Linked DNA regions of Zea mays: region 2 is linked to region 1. The links are chromatin contacts, called in public Hi-C maps. All regions are on one chromosome and are shown on one strand. Each heading gives the region's core, a stretch centred on a gene start, on an enhancer-like site or on the middle of the called end of the contact. The rest is flanking DNA. Distances are from core to core; before and after follow the strand shown. Region 1 holds the start of LOC103637402 (alpha/beta-Hydrolases superfamily protein). Region 2 holds the start of LOC100276728.

Region 1 (3,574 bases), core at 471-2,970:
GAGAAACAATTTGTTTGAATAGTCGTTATACATGTAACCAATGCCGTTATTAATGTCATCTTTTTTTTAGGATCCAACCCCGTTACACGACTTCGTCGACCAGTTATTGGCTTCTGGAGGTAGTGGACACAACTCCAACGACCCCAATGTGTGATTAAGTTAGCTTTGTGTCGCACTGTGTTGTAATGAACTATTTTGTGGACTTTATGTTTGTATGGACTATTTGTGGACTTTATATTTGTATGGACTCAAGTTTTATGTTGTGAACTCAAGTATGAATTTTCTGTGATTGTATGGAATTTCTGTTATTGTATGAATTTTGTATGAAATTCTGTTATTTTTCGCATTTTTTTTCATTTTTTTTTTTTGCTCTGAAATTAGTAATTTTCGGCGGCCCCTCTAGCCGTTGAAAATAGGTATTTTATTTTCGGCAGTTGTTATTTCTGGCGGCTGACTGGCTAGCCGCCGAAAATAAACTGTTATTTTCGGCGGCCAGGTAGCCAGCCGCCGAAAATAAGTTATTTTCGGCGGCCAGACACTGGCCGCCGGTTTTTTTTGGCGGCCAGAAGCCGCCGAAAATGACTGTAGCTGTTGTAGTGATCTAAACAAGGACAGTTGATGCATGGTGTTGAGTCGCGAATTTTTTTCCAGATATACGGACGTAGACGAATCCGATATTGGCTAGTGCGAGCAGCAACGTGCTAGCTAGACGCCTAGGTGAACAAGAACAAGGGTGATCCTCCGGTCCAGCATGCAGCTACACCGCACACACTACAAAGCCATGTGCGAACTACGGAACGCTCCTGCAAATGTTCGGCCACGTTCCCCTCTTTCAAAAAAAACGCGCGTATGCATTCTGGCTGCGAGTACTACTTGAGAATCGTATTTGGAGCCCGTATATCCCGAGAAAACAGAATTGCAGACGTGGCAAATAGCTTGCGTGTAGTTAGAAATAACAATAAATTCTAAATTTTAGTTTGGGAGCGAGAAAACCGGGGGATTGGATGGACTTGATTCTCTTTCTTATTTAAAATTAAATAAGAAGGGGAATCTAACCCTTCTAATTCTTTTCGATTTTATAGCTTCTAAAACTAAAAGATTTAAGGATTAGACCATTTTAGGATTGGACCATATTTCTATTTATTTTTAAACTAAAAATTATTTAGACCTCTATTATTTTACGAAAAAATATTTGGATTGCGATCCATTAGCACACCTGTTTGCAGGTGGTGCCTTGCGGACACCGATCGGGCAGCCGGTTCGGAGATTCGGAGCGTGCGTACGTGTGAATACCGTCAGAAGTTCAGAACACGTGGCAACAGAAAAAAAACATCATTTCCATCTGTATATAGTGCATGTTTTCGTATTATATACGTACCTTGAAAGAGTCCTGTCCGATGGCGCTTCGTGACCGCCGATCAGGGCCGAGCGTCAACGGCGACGCCAACAACAATGGCTCAGAACAACAAAAATAATGGCGCGCGTGTGCTCTCGCTGTCTCGTTGTTTCCATTGACTTGTTGGATTCCAATTCCAAGGAGGAAAAAGGAGTACTGTACTGTAAAGAATCTTGCCATGGCAAGTTTACCAAGTGAAACAATGGTTTCTGATTTCAACATTAATTTTTTCTTTCTTGCGTTTTACTACCAGGCAGCAACACATTCTAGACTCCCGTAGACGGAAGCAAGGACCGTCTGGCCGTCTACCTATGCTATGAATGGCCTCTGAGCTGAGCTTGGGCGGGCTGCCTGCCTGCCTGCCTGCCCGCCCGCGCTACCCGCTGCTCCAGTCCAGAGCCCAAGCCAAGCCTTGCGCGGTGCGCGCACCAGTTGGCCGTGTCAGTTCAACTACCACCAACCCCTGCGCTTTAATGCGGGAGCACCATCAATTCACTCTCACTCACTCGCCACGCACCGCTCGCTGCGCTGCAACCTCTGCTCCTTTTACCACCGGTCCGCCACCACCTTCCCTGCGCTGCTAGAGCCTTCCTGGCGGCGGCGGCGGCGGCGTGGATCGATATGGGCGCCGCGGCGCGGTCGGCATTGGCGTCCGCCGGCCGTGCGGCGAACGAGGCCGTGAGCTTCGTGGTGTTCCTGCTGCTGGACGCGCTGGAGGCGCTGCTGTGCGTGGCGTACAGGGTGGCGGACTACGTGGCGGAGGGCGCGTGGCGGCCCTGCTACTGCGCGCGCCCGTCCCCGGCGTCGTCGTCGGGCCCCGCAGGTGGGAAGATCGTCGTGTCGGAGCGGGGAGGCTCCAAGGTGGTCAGCATGCTGTCCGCCACCAGGCTGCACCTCGAGGACATCTCCGACACGCTGTACGCGCGCCGCCGCTCCGTGCTCGCGGTCGCGGGGGCGGCGTTTTCCTCCCCGCGGCGCGCGGCGGCGGGGGTCACCGTGCACTCCGCCCCCATCGTGCAGATGATGCTGCGGGGCAAGGCCGGCGGAGACGGCAGCAACAAGTACCCGTCGCCGCGCTGGTCCGACTGCCACTGCGCCAACTGCAACCCGGCGGACACGGGCCGCCTCTTCGTGCACGTCGAGGCGCCACCAGCTGGCGACGGCGGCGTGGCGACGGAGGAGGACGTGCTGTTCATCCACGGCTTCATCTCGTCGTCGGGGTTCTGGACCCAGACGGTGCTCCCGCACGTGAGCCCCGAGGCGCGGTCCCGGCGGCGGCTGTTCGCCGTGGACCTCCTGGGGTTCGGCCGCAGCCCCAAGCCGGCGGACTCGCTGTACACGCTGCGGGAGCACGTGGAGATGATCGAGCGGTCCGTGATCGAGCGCCACGGGGTCAAGTCCTTCCACATCGTGGCGCACTCGCTGGGCTCCATCCTCGCGCTCGCGCTCGCCGTCAGGTACCCCGCCGCGGTCAAGTCCCTCACGCTCGTCGCGCCGGTACGTGTAGTGTTCTCGACATCATCTCATTCCGCGTGCGCTCTCTCTGTCTCTCTCTCTCTGACGCTAGCGCTAGCGCTAATGCAGCCGTACTTCCCGGTGCCGCGCGGGGAGGTCGGCACGCAGTACGTGCTGCGGACGGTGGCGCCGCGGCGGGTGTGGCCGGCCATCGCGTTCGGCGCCTCCGTGGCCTGCTGGTACGAGCACCTCAGCCGCACCGTCAGCATCGTGCTCTGCAAGCACCACCGCCTCTGGGAGCTCGCCTTCCGCGTCTTCACCCTCTACAGGTACGTCGCTCGCGTACGTGGATGAAATAATAATAATAATAATAATAATAATAATAATAATAATAATAATAATAATAATAATAATAATAATAATAATAATAATAATAATAATAATAATAATAATAATAAGTAGTAGTAGTAGTAGCAATAACAGTAATAATAAGGGGAAAATTCAAGGAGTTCAGTGCGCATCTGCGAGGTGAAATTAGGTCAGCGACCGACCGGCTCAACGGCATTTTCTTTGCATCCAACAAGAGGTTTTTGTTGGGTCATGGTTCACGATACGCCGCGCATATGGCCATCTTCCTCCATTCCATTGGTTCGGTTTGATTTGCACAAACCTACGGGCTAGTACTAATCAAGCTCACAGAGGAGACCATCATATCAATAGGAT
Region 2 (3,706 bases), core at 999-3,498, 560 kb before region 1:
GAACCAAGCTCCCTGGAAACTAGGGCTGCCTCTGTTTTGATTGTTACCCGGAGACTCAGGTGAGGCTTGATTTTTGGAAGTCAGGCCTGCCATAAATCTGTATGCTACTCTACTGGCATTCACGATTTCTGTTTTAGCCTGCCTGAACTGCAATACATAAATTCACAAGGAAAACAATGACGATAAAACAGAAAGGTATAGATAAAACAGAAATCCCTATGCACATAATCGATATTTAAAGCTCCAAACCTAACACGTGCAAAAGAAAAATGCAAACACAAATATAAGGGATGTTTGCATTGGTGGGGAAAACAGAGGTCTAAAACATGAGTGATAGACTAGGAAAAATAATAAAAAAGCAAGGAGCAATCATAAATTTTATGCTAGGATTAAGCAAATTGGAGATAACACATTGTATCACAGCAACAAATTCTGAAATTACCTTAACTGCTGTGTTCTCAGCAACAACCACAGCAGTATCACCGGCATTGGCAAAGCGATTCACCCAACCTGCAAGGTTAGACAGAATAAAAGAGTAAGTTCATGGCATTTCAAACCTAAGAAACACAATCATGCTAGGCCTCTGGTGCTAGCAACATAGATAAAAATTCAATAATTCAACATTATGATCATGAATGTTGTTAGCCTTGAATAGGAGCAAAACAAAATCAGCTATCCACGTATCTGGACCTTGATATGTGGCTTTTGTTCAGTTTCGAACTTTGAACTCTAGACTACCCTATGTTGCTTGGCACTAAAAGGTTTTGTTGTTGTTGTATGATCAGAAATGTCAGGCAAAGACTTGACCTAGGAATCTAAACCTCCTCAAATTGTCACAAAAGTTGGCGCATTAGGACATGAATCATTAAGCACACATAAAAGAGCCTTGTCTCAAATGCAGACTAAACGGTTTAGCAGAGGTAATGTAATAATTGAGCTAATTACTGTTCTTGGGAGACATCCACCTAGCATGTAAGTTTCAAGGCAGCCATCAAAAAACTCATCAAGGGGCAACACCTGCAATGCGCTTGTGCTCAGTTCCACAATCACAAGGAAAACAATGAAACTGACTCTAAGAGCCTGCTAAACGTCTGTGTTGTACATGGTCTTATGCTCCAAAGTTGAGTCTTAAAGCTAGCAGCACTGAGTTTCATACATGAACCCCCTATTATCAAAGCTTCAAGTGTGATAATCACATAACACCAGTTAAATTGCTCAATACTTCAGCGGTAGCAAACACATGCTTCAGCAATGTTCAGTTTACACATTCGCTCATTCAGTTTGTTCATTCTTTTCCTAGCAAGAATGTAAATAGCCATGTAAATTGGAACCTGCAATCTTCCTACCAATTCGAGGACATAGTGCGTGTGTTTTCAACTCGAGAATTGTACATAATGCCACTATGAGATGCACCTTGCACAGGTTGTCGCCATTCAGAAAAAGAAAAACCATGGAATGCCCCTCCGTGGTCTTACCTGGGAGCTTGGGGACGCCGAGCCTCTCGCAGAGCACGTCGCAGAAATGGTTACAATTCCTGGAGAGGAGATCGTACGAGTGGCCAGGCCACTCGCGGCTGAGCTCCCGCAGGATCCGGTTAACGGCGGCGATGCCGCACTCGGTCTCCCCGAGGACGATGCGCTCCCGGTAGGTGTACATGGGGTTCTTGCCTATGGGGCAACTAAACACGCCGCTGCCGGACTCGCAGAACCCGAACGACCACTCGTCCTCGCCATAGACCTGCGTTGAGGGGTTCAAGAAATGGCGTGAGATTTAGGGATCTGGAGAAGCGGCACGCAAGCGTCGGTCCCTGGGATCTGAGCGATTGGCGAGGGAAGGGGGAGAGGGGAGCCAGGCCCACTACCTGGACGGCGCTGTGGAAGATGCCGCCGAGGCCGATGCGGTCCTTGAAGATGCGGTTGATCTGGAGGATGGTGTTGTTCGTCTTCTCGGAGTCACTGTTGGTCACGTCATACACGTGGAGCACCACCTCCTTCATTTCAGCCCCCACGGCCCGGCCTCCAGCGGCGGCGGCAGCGATTGCTGTGGCGGCGGCTACGGGGTTTGGGCGGGGACACGGCAAACAAGGGAGGGGATCCAAGCGTCGGCGGGCGGGTGGGTGGATGGGGGTGGAGGGGTGGTCGCTTGCAGTTGCAGGAGAGGAAAGGAGAGGAGACGGTAGTCCGTGGTCGTGGTGCGGTGTTGCCGTGTTGGGGGCTTGGGGCCTTGGGGGCAAATGGGCAATGGGGGTGGAGAAAGCGGTCGGGTTGATCTGCTCTTGCTGGACTCAATGACGACTGGGGCCGCTCAACGGGTTTCTTTGCTTGCACATATATTTAAAAAAAACAGTGCGTTGCTATAATTTTTGTCGCTCTCAAGTGCTAAACACCACCACATCTATAGCGATCTAGATTTGACCGAAGATACATAAAAGATAATAGTTAGTTTGGTTGTATGTTGCTGCGATTTATATATATCATATAAATTATATTTAAATAAATATTTAATAAAGCATGATTATATTTTTTTGCTTTTAAATTATTAGTATATATTTAAAAGCTTCTTGTGACACAAGCAGTTTCACAGTACAATGGTAGACAACAAATTTGGCGTGCATTTTTTTTAAATAGAGTGAAGGGGAGAGGTAGCGTTCGCCTGCGTGAGGGGAGGACACACAATTATTCTCATATTATAATAGTAGAGATCTACTACAAATTTAAATATAGAAGAAGATCAAGATATACAATACAAATAACATTACAAGTTAACCTTTTCATGGAAATAAAACAAACAAAGTTCTATGGAAGGGATAAAACGCATGCATAAGAGCTATCCAAGTCAGCTTACATTATCTTTTGGTAATAGCATGTCCATAAAAATTACTAAGACGCTTTAAATTTCTATGCCGCTTTGTTTCCTCGTGGTGTTGTATAGGGATGGCAACATCAACATTTTACATGCGTGACCACGAGTAAAAATCATAGAGTGTGGGTTTGATTCTCAATCTGGTTATGTGTCACACCCGGTTTTAGAAAGCAAACCGAATGCGAACCATGTACGTGTCAGGATCTGTCGGGTACCGTAATTAGGGGTACCCCCAACACTCCTAAACACGGCTGGTAACCACCATCAACACAAGCTGCAGAGACTGATGGGCGCAATTCAGGTCAAAGCTTCGTCTACTCAAGGGATGCAATCTCACCTCGCCCGAGCCCAGCCTCGGGCGATAACAGTAGTCCCAGGCGAATTCACGCCTCGCCCGAGGGCCTCCTCAAGCAACGGGCGCACCCTCGACTCGCCCGAAGCCCAGCTCGGGCAGACTTCGTTGTGAAGCAACCTAGGCCAAATCGCCTCACCAACCGACCGTATCGCAGACGCATTCAATGCGCGGATCGCCTGACACCTTATCCTGACACACGTGCCTCAGTCGGCAAGGTCGAAGTGACCGCAGTCACTTCGCCCTCCCACTGACCGACCTAACAGGAAGACAACGCCGCTCGCCCCTCTCCGACTGTTGTGCCACCCGCCAGGGTGAGGCTGACAACATCCAATATCAGCCTCAGGCGCAACAGGAAGCTCCGCCTCGCCCGACCCCAGGGCTTGTCCTCAACCTCGGCCTCAGAAGGAGGACTCCGCCTCGCCCGACCCCAAGGCTCGGCCTCAACCTCGGCCTCGGAAGGTGGTCTCCGCCTCGCCCGACCCCAGGGCT

Evidence for each region. Hi-C and Micro-C count contacts between places; a contact is called where the count stands out from the background.
Region 2: a contact with region 1 is called in a Hi-C map of tassel, with 2.3 times the contacts expected there. The contact joins the promoter of LOC100276728 here to the promoter of LOC103637402 in region 1. A contact is called at or near these places in 4 of 25 Hi-C or Micro-C datasets (ear, leaf and tassel).

Annotation. Positions count from the first base shown.
Region 1 is chr1:82,838,383-82,841,956 of Zm-B73-REFERENCE-NAM-5.0, reverse strand. It overlaps LOC103637402 (alpha/beta-Hydrolases superfamily protein), which reads left to right and starts at 1,720. Exons shown (of 3, transcript XM_008659607.4): 1 at 1,720-2,893; 2 at 2,981-3,180. The coding sequence starts at 2,018.
Region 2 is chr1:83,401,085-83,404,790 of Zm-B73-REFERENCE-NAM-5.0, reverse strand. LOC100276728 reads right to left here and starts at 2,248. Exons shown (of 4, transcript NM_001150446.2): 1 at 1,862-2,248; 2 at 1,476-1,737; 3 at 443-510; 4 at 1-147. The coding sequence starts at 1,996.